Regions from separate parts of the Mus musculus genome. Here region 2 is linked to region 1. Evidence: chromatin contacts called from public HiChIP or PLAC-seq data. All regions are on one chromosome and are shown on one strand. Each heading gives the region's core, a stretch centred on a gene start, on an enhancer-like site or on the middle of the called end of the contact. The rest is flanking DNA. Distances are from core to core; before and after follow the strand shown. Region 1 holds the start of 1700028K03Rik (RIKEN cDNA 1700028K03 gene). Region 2 overlaps Evi5 (ecotropic viral integration site 5).

Region 1 (4,589 bases), core at 740-3,239:
CACACACACACACGTCACATCATATGCAAAACTGAAAATAATAAATTTTTTAAAGAATTGTTATTTTATGTGTATGGTTATTTTGCCTGTATGTATGATTATGCATCACATGTGTGCCTAGTGCCCATAGAGGCCAGAAGAGTGTGTTAGACCTCCTGGAACTGGAGTTAACAGACAGTTGTGAGCTGCCATGTAAGTATTGGGAATTGAACCCAAGTCCTCTGGAAAAACAGCCAGTGCTCTTAATTTCTGAGCCATATGGCCAGCCCCCAAATAAATCTTTAACATAATAAATAAAAATTTCCATTACAAAATACTTAGTTTATTAAAAATCTTATCCTCTCTAAGAAACCAACACTTTAATGAAATGAGACTTATTCAGAATTTGCCTTACTCTACTGAACACTTAGCACATTTTCTCAACAAGACTGTTTAGAGGTGTATTTCATTTCACCAAATAATGTCAACTAGATTTACATTCTATGTGTTACCTAATACAGAAGTAGTTCAAAGCTAAATTTAGAAAGCAACCAATGCAAATGAGAGTCACTCTGTGTGATGGACAGTCAGTGTCTCCCAAGATAGTTTCACTCCACTTATGAACAGCTCTGATAATTAGCAAGTTCTTCCTGCTGAGTTGAAACCTACTGCTCCATAATTTCCTCATTTATTGCATGAATGAGTGAATGACAAACCAGCTCTCTGAGAGCAAAGACATTTTCTGGTATACCTACTCTAGCCCTTGACACATAGTGAATAAAGTAAATTCATCTTCGGGGCTGGAGAGATGGCTCAGTGGTTAAGAACACTGACTACTCTTCCGAAGGTCCTGAGTTCAAATCCCAGCAACCACATGGTGGCTCACAACCATCCTTACTACCATCTGACGCCCTCTTATGGTGCATCTGAAGACAGCTGCAGTGTACTTAGATATAGTAATAAATAAATTTAAAAAAAAAAAGTAAATTCATCTTTCCACCCTAATGGCAGTTACTTGATCTTGCACCCACAAACGAATACCCGAGTATAGACTGGAGTGTGTATATCAGTAATTCATACATTTGTTTAACTCTTCATACCCTTATTCTTAGGTTTTAAAACCAATTGTGTGAGAGATAATTTTGAGCACTGACAAGCGGAAAAAGAATTGGGGTCGGTAATTTCCCAAAGGAGTACTGTTGAGGATTAGAAATCAGAAAACTAGGGCTAAGAAAGCAACCTAACCTCAGGATTTCTACGGGAAAAAGTAGGCTAGCAGTCAGGGACTCCTTCAGTCCCAACAACTTAACTAACTTTAGCCAAACCTCCTGGCCTCGAGTTGCGGCCTTCCTCTTCTGAAGATGAATGGCCGTCGACTCATAGGGCAAGAGGATGATGGGGCTTCAATTCCCAGCACCACATGGTCTCCTTGGACACCGAACATGCACGTGTACACAGACATACATGAAGGCAGAAGACCCACAAACAAAAACTAAAAAACCAAGGAAACGCACGACTGCTGTTCCTGTTTTGTCCAAGCCGGAGAATGTTCCTACGCTTAACTATGTTTAGGGTTGCAGAGTGATTTCCGGAAAATCACCTTCACCGTCCCTGCTCGTGTGACCCACGTGATCTTCACGTTGTGTCCTATTCCCTATTCTTTAAGTAAAGAATGGTGGATAAAGTAATAAAGCTTAAGTTCACAGGGCTCACGGCAGGCCCGAGGTGCAGGCGGCTCTACAATCCCACAGGGCACACTGACCACTTTCCCTGTCAGGGCCTCTCAAGGGCAGGAAGGCGCCTCCCTCAGGCCACCGGGCCCTGAGGTAAAGATGGCATCTCAAGTCAGAGGAAACACCACACCGGGAGAAACAAACTGGGGAGACAGGCTTGCGGCACCACCCGCAGGCTGCAAACACACCTGACTGCCAGGTCCCTGCTGCACTTCGCTCCTCCCTAGCGCCCGGTGGACTGGGCTTCCCGAGGGCCGCCCTTGCCGCAGTGCATGCTGGACTTTGGCTTTTGCGCAGCCGCAGACCCAGCTCTGACTAAAGACTGCTGTTAACCAAGAAGGTTGTGCGGGAGGGGGGTTCATTGACTAAGGAAAGGAAAGCAGGGCGTGAGGACTCTTGCCTTCAGTTGCAGCAGAGGCAGGTAGATCTCTGTGAACTTGTAGCCTTAGATTAGTAGCAACAACAACAACAAAAATCCAAGTGACACTGCTGTTTATCCAAATTGTGAACTTAGATTCTCTATAATGGCTCTGTATGTAAAATATATAGACTGTAATAGATCTAAACGAAGCTTAACACATTTTTCAATTTCTGGTGTTCAGAGTAATAAAGAGTTTCAAAAGGGGGTGGGGAGTACGTTTTAGATTAGATTAATATTCTAGGGGCTGGAGAGACAGCTTGGTGGTTAAAAGCTTGTATTGCTCTTCCAGGTGATCTGACTTCAATTCCCAGGGCCTGTGTCTGGTGGCTGAGGCACCTATAACTACAGCTCCAGTGATCCAACACCTCTAATCCAATGGGCACCCACAAACACAGCACAAACTCTCTGTCTCTCTCTGTCTCTGTCTCTCTCTCTCTCTCACACACACACACACACACACAATTTAAAAATAATATTCTAACTGCAGAATAGTCTATGCCTGTGTCTTACTTTATCAAATATATTCCTGAACAAAAGGGCTCTAGGAAAAACCTTCTGACATACTCTGAAAGATTATTTTTTGCAAAAGGTAACCATTTCAGAAGGTTGGCATTTCATGTACCTAGTATTAAAATTAACTACAGTCTTTTGTGTTCCTGTTGAACAATGTGTTAAAGAAAGACAGGATGGATGTGAAAAGTGAGAGACTGTTACAGTCACACCTTGGTTTCTCACCATATCAGCAGGGTAAGCTTGGCATTACCAAAAGAACTTAGAAGGCGTCTGATGCAAGATAAGGCTCATAGCAGGGGGAGGGGCACCCAATATTAAGCAACAGAGCCTTGTTAAGAGTTTGAGAGGTCCCCTATCCAGTAATGATATGATTCTCGATCCAGAGACTTTGCAGGATTGAGAGTAGAGTCTCCAATTCTGAGAGTGCAAAGCAGAGTATTTAATAAGAAGGGTGTTTACCAGAATGAGGGAGAGAAAAGATAATTTTATTGTGAACTTTGTGCTAAGCACGATGCCATAGACTTCATACACAGTACTTCATAAGGCTTCTCCATAAATTCTGTAAGGTGCATGCTTTTCTAATTTTAAAATAAGAAAACTGAGATTTAGATTCAGTTATCTGGGTAAAAGAGAAGAGCTTGTGAACAAAGAGTTGAGATTCAAATCTAAGAGTGTCAGAGATCTAGGACATGTCCTAATTCTACAAGCTCCCTTTCCACATACAAATCCTGACAAAATCTGGAAAACATGGTAACAGAACACAATGACCACTCAATAGGCTGACCTGCTATTATTTTGTCCAAGCGCACTCTTAATGTTACCTGGAAAGTGTACAGTATCTGGCAGGTCCTCTTACTGCCATATGCTAGACAACTGTTTCTTGTGATTTAAATATCTGTGTGTCCACCTCCCTCCCAGATCATAGATTGAAAGCAAACGTGGTTACATTAAGAGGAAGGGTCTTTGGTAGTAATTAGGTCTTGAGGCCTCCTCTCTCACAAAATGGAATTAATGTTCTTAGAAAAGCTCAGGGAAGAATGTTCTCTGATTCTGCCATGTGAAGTCAGAACTAAGAGGTGTCATTCTGGGGTTGGAGAGATGCCTTGTGATTAAGAGCCCTTACTGCTCTTACAGAGGACCTGGGTTCAGTTCCCTGCACCCATGTGGCAGCTCTCAGCCTGTCATAACACAACTCCAATTCCAGGATATCTGACACCCTCGCTGAATTCCAAGGGCACTGGACATAAAATTTAGTACACATTCATACATGCAGGCAAAGCACATTCAACATAAAAATGAGTTAGTTAAGAAAAATACGAATAAAAGGTAACATTTGTGAGGAATGGAGCCTTCCCTGCCTCCAAAAAGTGTAGGCAATAAATTGCTATTGTAAATCATTTCTTTGTTTAAGGCATTTTGAGATAACAGCCTTATAGGCTAATTCTCTTCAAATGAGCAACACTGGGCTGGGGATATAGCTCAGGGGTACAGTGCTTACAAAGAATATATGAGATTATAGTTTCAATCCCCAGGTCTGATTGTAAAGAGAAGAACCCCACAGCATTTCTTCCTTTGCTTTCACAAGAAGTGATATATTTACTATTAGTAAGTGTGTTGGTTTGAAAAGGAATAGCCCCCACAAACTCATGTGTTTGATGGCTTAGCCATTAGGGAGTAGCACTATTAGGAGGTATGGCCTTGTTGGAGTGGGTGTAGCCTTCTTGAAGTGGGATGTGGCCTTGTTGGAGTGGGTGTAGCCTTATTAGAGAAAATGTATCACTGTGGGGGCAGGTTTTGAGGTCTCCTAAGCTCCAGGTATACCCAGTAAGAAGGGTATACCAGTCTCCTGAAACCTGTGGATCGAGATGTAGAGCTCTCAGCTCCTTCTCCAGTATCATGTCTGCCTATATGCTGCTATGTTTTCTACATGAAGGTAATGGACT
Region 2 (4,589 bases), core at 1,089-3,588, 240 kb before region 1:
GGGCAAAGAATTCACTGCTAAGAGTAAGGACAAAGGCCTATCCAAAGTAAAGAGCAAATGGGAACAGTCTCTGGATGGCTTTGACAAGAGAGGAGCAAGTCTGAGAAATAATTAGGACCTGTTACACAGAACCGAAGAACTTTGGCTTTTCTCTGAGCAACATGGAAAATCACTGAAAGGTTCTGAGTATATCAGAGATGAGCTAGATAACATTTAGCCTATTAAAATGCTTAAATTAAACCTTGTTTAGAGTAATGCTTGTAAGAGTGTGTCATCTTTAGAGTGGTGGGAAATGGCAGAAATCACCTTTTCTCTGTTGGTGTTTTCCACTGCTCTGTGGATCCAAATGTTGTTTGAACCCTGTTTTTACATTGACAATATATAGAATTGTCTCTACTTTTCAAGTAGTGGGACAAGGCATCGAAAAGTTCATTTTAGCTCCGTTGAGGAAAATAGGTGAGAATTAAACCCATGCTTCCTGATTCTTAGTCCTGGAACTGAGTTTGTATTAGGTGATTTAAAAAAAAAAAAAAAAAGCATGTTTGTTGTCTTATCAAAACCACATTAAACTGTGTACTAAGTGAGGCTTTACGTTTGTACTGCTATGTTACAAATAACGGAAAGTTTTCATTTAAAATGGTATGGGTCTACTCAAACCTAACTTTGGTACTGTTCCTGGTACTTTGTAACATTTACCCACTTTTGCTAGTTTGCCCAATAGATAACCTCTAGGGATGCCTCAGATGGGCAATACCCCAACCACTCTTGGCTTAGAAAACGCCCACTCACAATTCTGTTCTGACAGAGAATGTGGGATCTAGGTTTAAATCAGTGTGCCCAGAGCAGCCTGCACTTTTGACAGAGATAGAAAGGAAGTGATAAGCTCTTTACTACCACTTTAAAATTTTAATCCTTTTAATGGTGTGAAATTACAGTGTGATTTCTGAATTATGGAATTTACCATAAAGCTTTGTAATTGATTTGTACTTTCCAGCTTCCTAAATTAATAGTTGCACAGTGGGTGATAGTTTATATGCTATGTCGTAGCTGGCAAACTTCTTTCTGTTTGATAAGATTCCATCTGATCCTCAAAGTATATTTCTTTATTGTTTCCCTTTTGAACAACTTAATTAAATTGTAAAATATTTCTCTTTTAGGGCTTTTGCTTCAGGCATTCTAAAATGTAGAAATAGCTAGTTTGTAACTATCTCAACAAAGAGAGCTGGGCATAGGGACTATCCCACCCTGCCTGCTGTCTTGTCATTAGAGTTTGTATATGGCATTTTAGGATCTTCTTCCTGCACACATGTTCCATTGTGGACAGTCTGCAAACACTTGACTAGAGAAGCTCAAAGCCATGAAAAAAGAAAAATACAAATCTGAGAAACTGTTACAGCCAAAGGATCCTAAAGTCATAAATAAATCTATTGCTATGTCTCGGGTCAATGCTTACAACAGAAAAAGCAAGTGGGGAAGTCAGGCCCGGAGCTACAGAAAACAGAGCTGAGTACACTGTGGGCTTCATTCATAATTATGTATCAGTACTGGTTCCTGAATCTTTACAAACATAACTGAAGAATGTAAGATGCTAATGGGGAAAGTGCCTGCTCGGTACATGGAAATACCTTCTCAGTTTTTCTTTAAACCTAAGATTATTTCAAATAATGTCTAATGTAAATTATATCTCATCATTTTTAGAAACTTAGAATTATGTGGAATTTTAAATATCTGTAACAAAAATAATTCACTGCTAGTTAAACTACAATTTATAAGAAACATTTTCTAGCTTTTGTGTCTAAGGCTGATCTTTTCATGTGTACATTTGTCCAATCTTGTCAGAAATGTCACTCTAAAATACTAGTATGTGTTTCTCTTTGTAAGTCAAACTTAGCCATGAAAAAAATGCTAGAAAAATAAGTCTGACTTCTTTTCTTCCTCTGTACTTTTCAGAACACATATCTTATAGATACTCAAATGTGTTTTCATTTTCTTCTGGTTACTAAAAAGACTACTCAAACTTTGTGTTCATAACTTTAAGTTACAGGAAACTGTTTTGAGGATCCATCAGTTAGTTACACACAAGGTTAGTGTGATTTGTTTTTAGATGTTTCAAATGAGTCACCTCAAAGTCATGGAGAGGTTACCACTTACCACATCTTCTGTTCTGATTAACTTTTTTTCTTGGGACTGCGTTGTAAATCAGTAGTAACTTATTAAAGTTAGTGGTTGTTTTCAATGTTTCAGTATTACTTCACTTATTAGCCAGGGTGCTCCCTGTCCTTGGGACTGCGTTGGAAATCAGTAATAACTTATTAAAGTTAGTGCTTGTTCTCTGTTTCAGCACCATTTGGCTCAGGGTGCAACCTGTCAACTGTCTTGCAGTCATCTAGTGCAGTTCCAATGCATAAGGCCTTTGGCTGTAATAGACGAATTGAAAATAACCAATTAGAACAAAACAGTCCTCACTCTGCTGTAAGTTAATATTGTGGCCTCTCTGACCGTTGAACCTAATTTCATAATATAGCCATAAAATGTTATTTAACCTTTAAAATAGTTAAGAGATAGCTTTTTGAAAGTATTCTGTAGAAACAAAGTAGTTTTGAAGGCGAGAGAGCTTGGCTCTGCCTTTGTGTGCTACAATCTCTTCTTTGGTAGTTTTTTTCTCTGTGTCTGTAACATAAAAAATACTTTAAAAATGTAAGCTCTACACTTGCATCTAAGACTAAGCAACCTGTGTTGTGTCATGACCCTGCTAATACCACAGACCTTCTGTAATACTACTCCCAGAGAGAACCCACATCCTATGTATAACCTTAGATTTATTTTGAAATCTTTATGAAGAGAACATGGGGGAGATTACTAATTGTTTCTGTTATTTCCTTTAGGGTTGTATATTTATTTATAACAAGTGTTTTTAATTTTAGCCAACAGGACTAAAATAACAAGGTCTATTAAGTAATTATTTCAAATTCTAGAAGTAATATATAATTTTTTTCTTTTTTTAAAATTAGATATTTTTTTATTTACATTTCAAATGCTATCCCCTTTCCTAGTTTCCCTTCTGAAAACCCACTATCCCTTCCTCTCTCCCCCTGCTCACCAACCCACCCACTCCTGCTTTCTGGCCCTGTCAGTTCCCTATACTGGGACATATAACTTTCACAGGACCAAGGTCCTCTTCCTATAAAAATTTAAAAACCATGTTTTAGGTGAAAATTTTGCTTGTATGTCAGGTATCTGAAGAAAACTCAGGAAGGGGAGAGCCAGTGGACTCAGTAGCCAGCACATATATGTAATCTGGAAAGCAAACGTCAGAGTGGCCAGCACATCGTGCACTGTAGAATGCATGCTGACATGATGCTAGTAAACTGCTGCAAGTGTGCACACTGAAGACCTCATTCTCCTTTGAGACATGGTCTTGTATAGCCCAGGCTGGCTTTGGATTCAAAATCCTTATGTCTTGGCTTGAGTGCTGAATTCAGGCATGTGCCACCATGGCTATCTCTGAACATTTGTAAACCTATTTTATTAATCACTGCTTACATTTTCTTTCTATTTTAGATTTATTTTGTGTTCTTTTTGATTTTTTGTTTACTTTATTGCATGTGGGTGTGAATGTGGGTATGTGTACACCACAGTATGCTGCACATAGAGAACATGGAGCAACTTTGTGGACTCATTACTTCCCTCTTTTAGCGCAAAGTCAGGCTTTCCTACTTTTATTTGCTGAGCCATCTTGCCAGCCTTCTTGATGCATAGCTATAAAATTACTTTGAACAAAATGTTTTTATTTTGTTTTGATGGTGTGTATTTATGCATATATATAATATATATTTTAGTGTTAGAAATTGTACCAAGTTATGATTTTTTAAAAGATTTGTTGCTATGAGTACACTGTAGCGGTCTTCAGACACCCCAGAGGAGGGCCTGTACATATAAAAAAGGGGTATGGTACATGTGGGGACAGTCATTTCCAGCATAGCGACAGCTCCAGGGTGGTGATGTGATACTTAGACATCTTTTTTTTTTTTTAAGATTTTTTTTTAAAAAGAATTATTTATTTTATGTGTGTGAGTACATTTCTTCAGACACACCAGTAGAGGGTGTCAGATCTCATTACAGATGGTTGTGAGCCACCATGTGGTTGCTGGGAATTGAACTCAGGACCTTTGGAAGAGCAGTCAGTGCTCTTAACTGCTGAGCCATCTCCAACCCCAAGTTACGATGTTTTTAACAATTGATAATCTTTCCCATCAATAGAATAGTTAGTCTTTGGTATTCTCTGGATTCATACATATCTTTTAGAAAGAATAAATAGTTACAAGACATTAAATGGAAAAGAGCAAATTTGAAACAGTATTTTACTATTTAGTGTGTTAAAAGTATATTATTGGGGCCGGTGAGATGGCTCAGTGGGTAAGGGCACCCATCTGCTCTTCTGAAGGTCCAGAGTTCAAATCCCAGCAACCACATGGTGGCTCACAACCATCTGTAACGAGATCTGACTCCCTCTTCTGGTGTGTCTGAAGACAGCTACAGTGTACTTACATGTAATAAATAAATAAATCTTAAAAAAAAGAAGACTGTAT

The links. HiChIP or PLAC-seq counts read pairs in DNA pulled down with a chosen protein or histone mark.
Region 2: a contact with region 1 is called in a BATF HiChIP or PLAC-seq map of CD8 T cells, with 21 read pairs. The contact joins the enhancer-like site here to the promoter of 1700028K03Rik in region 1. A contact is called at or near these places in 1 of 39 promoter capture datasets (macrophages), 1 of 15 datasets of contacts at CTCF or cohesin (large pre-B cells), 3 of 484 Hi-C or Micro-C datasets (B cells, the HPC-7 cell line and Th1 cells) and 1 of 115 datasets of contacts at active chromatin or transcription factors (CD8 T cells).

The regions. Positions count from the first base shown.
Region 1 is chr5:107,532,120-107,536,708 of GRCm38.p6, reverse strand. 1700028K03Rik (RIKEN cDNA 1700028K03 gene) reads right to left here and starts at 1,989. Exons shown (of 6, transcript NM_182745.3): 1 at 1,901-1,989.
Region 2 is chr5:107,775,155-107,779,743 of GRCm38.p6, reverse strand. All of the region lies in intron 18 of Evi5 (ecotropic viral integration site 5), which reads left to right. Among named protein-coding and RNA genes, the nearest start is that of Gm42147, 36 kb to the right of the region's middle. Within about 2 kb of position 2,338, at least 26 of the 459 cell types and tissues checked have an H3K27ac peak or open chromatin away from gene starts, as enhancers often do. A contact at or near this core is called in CD8 T cells and Th1 cells, where this site is marked.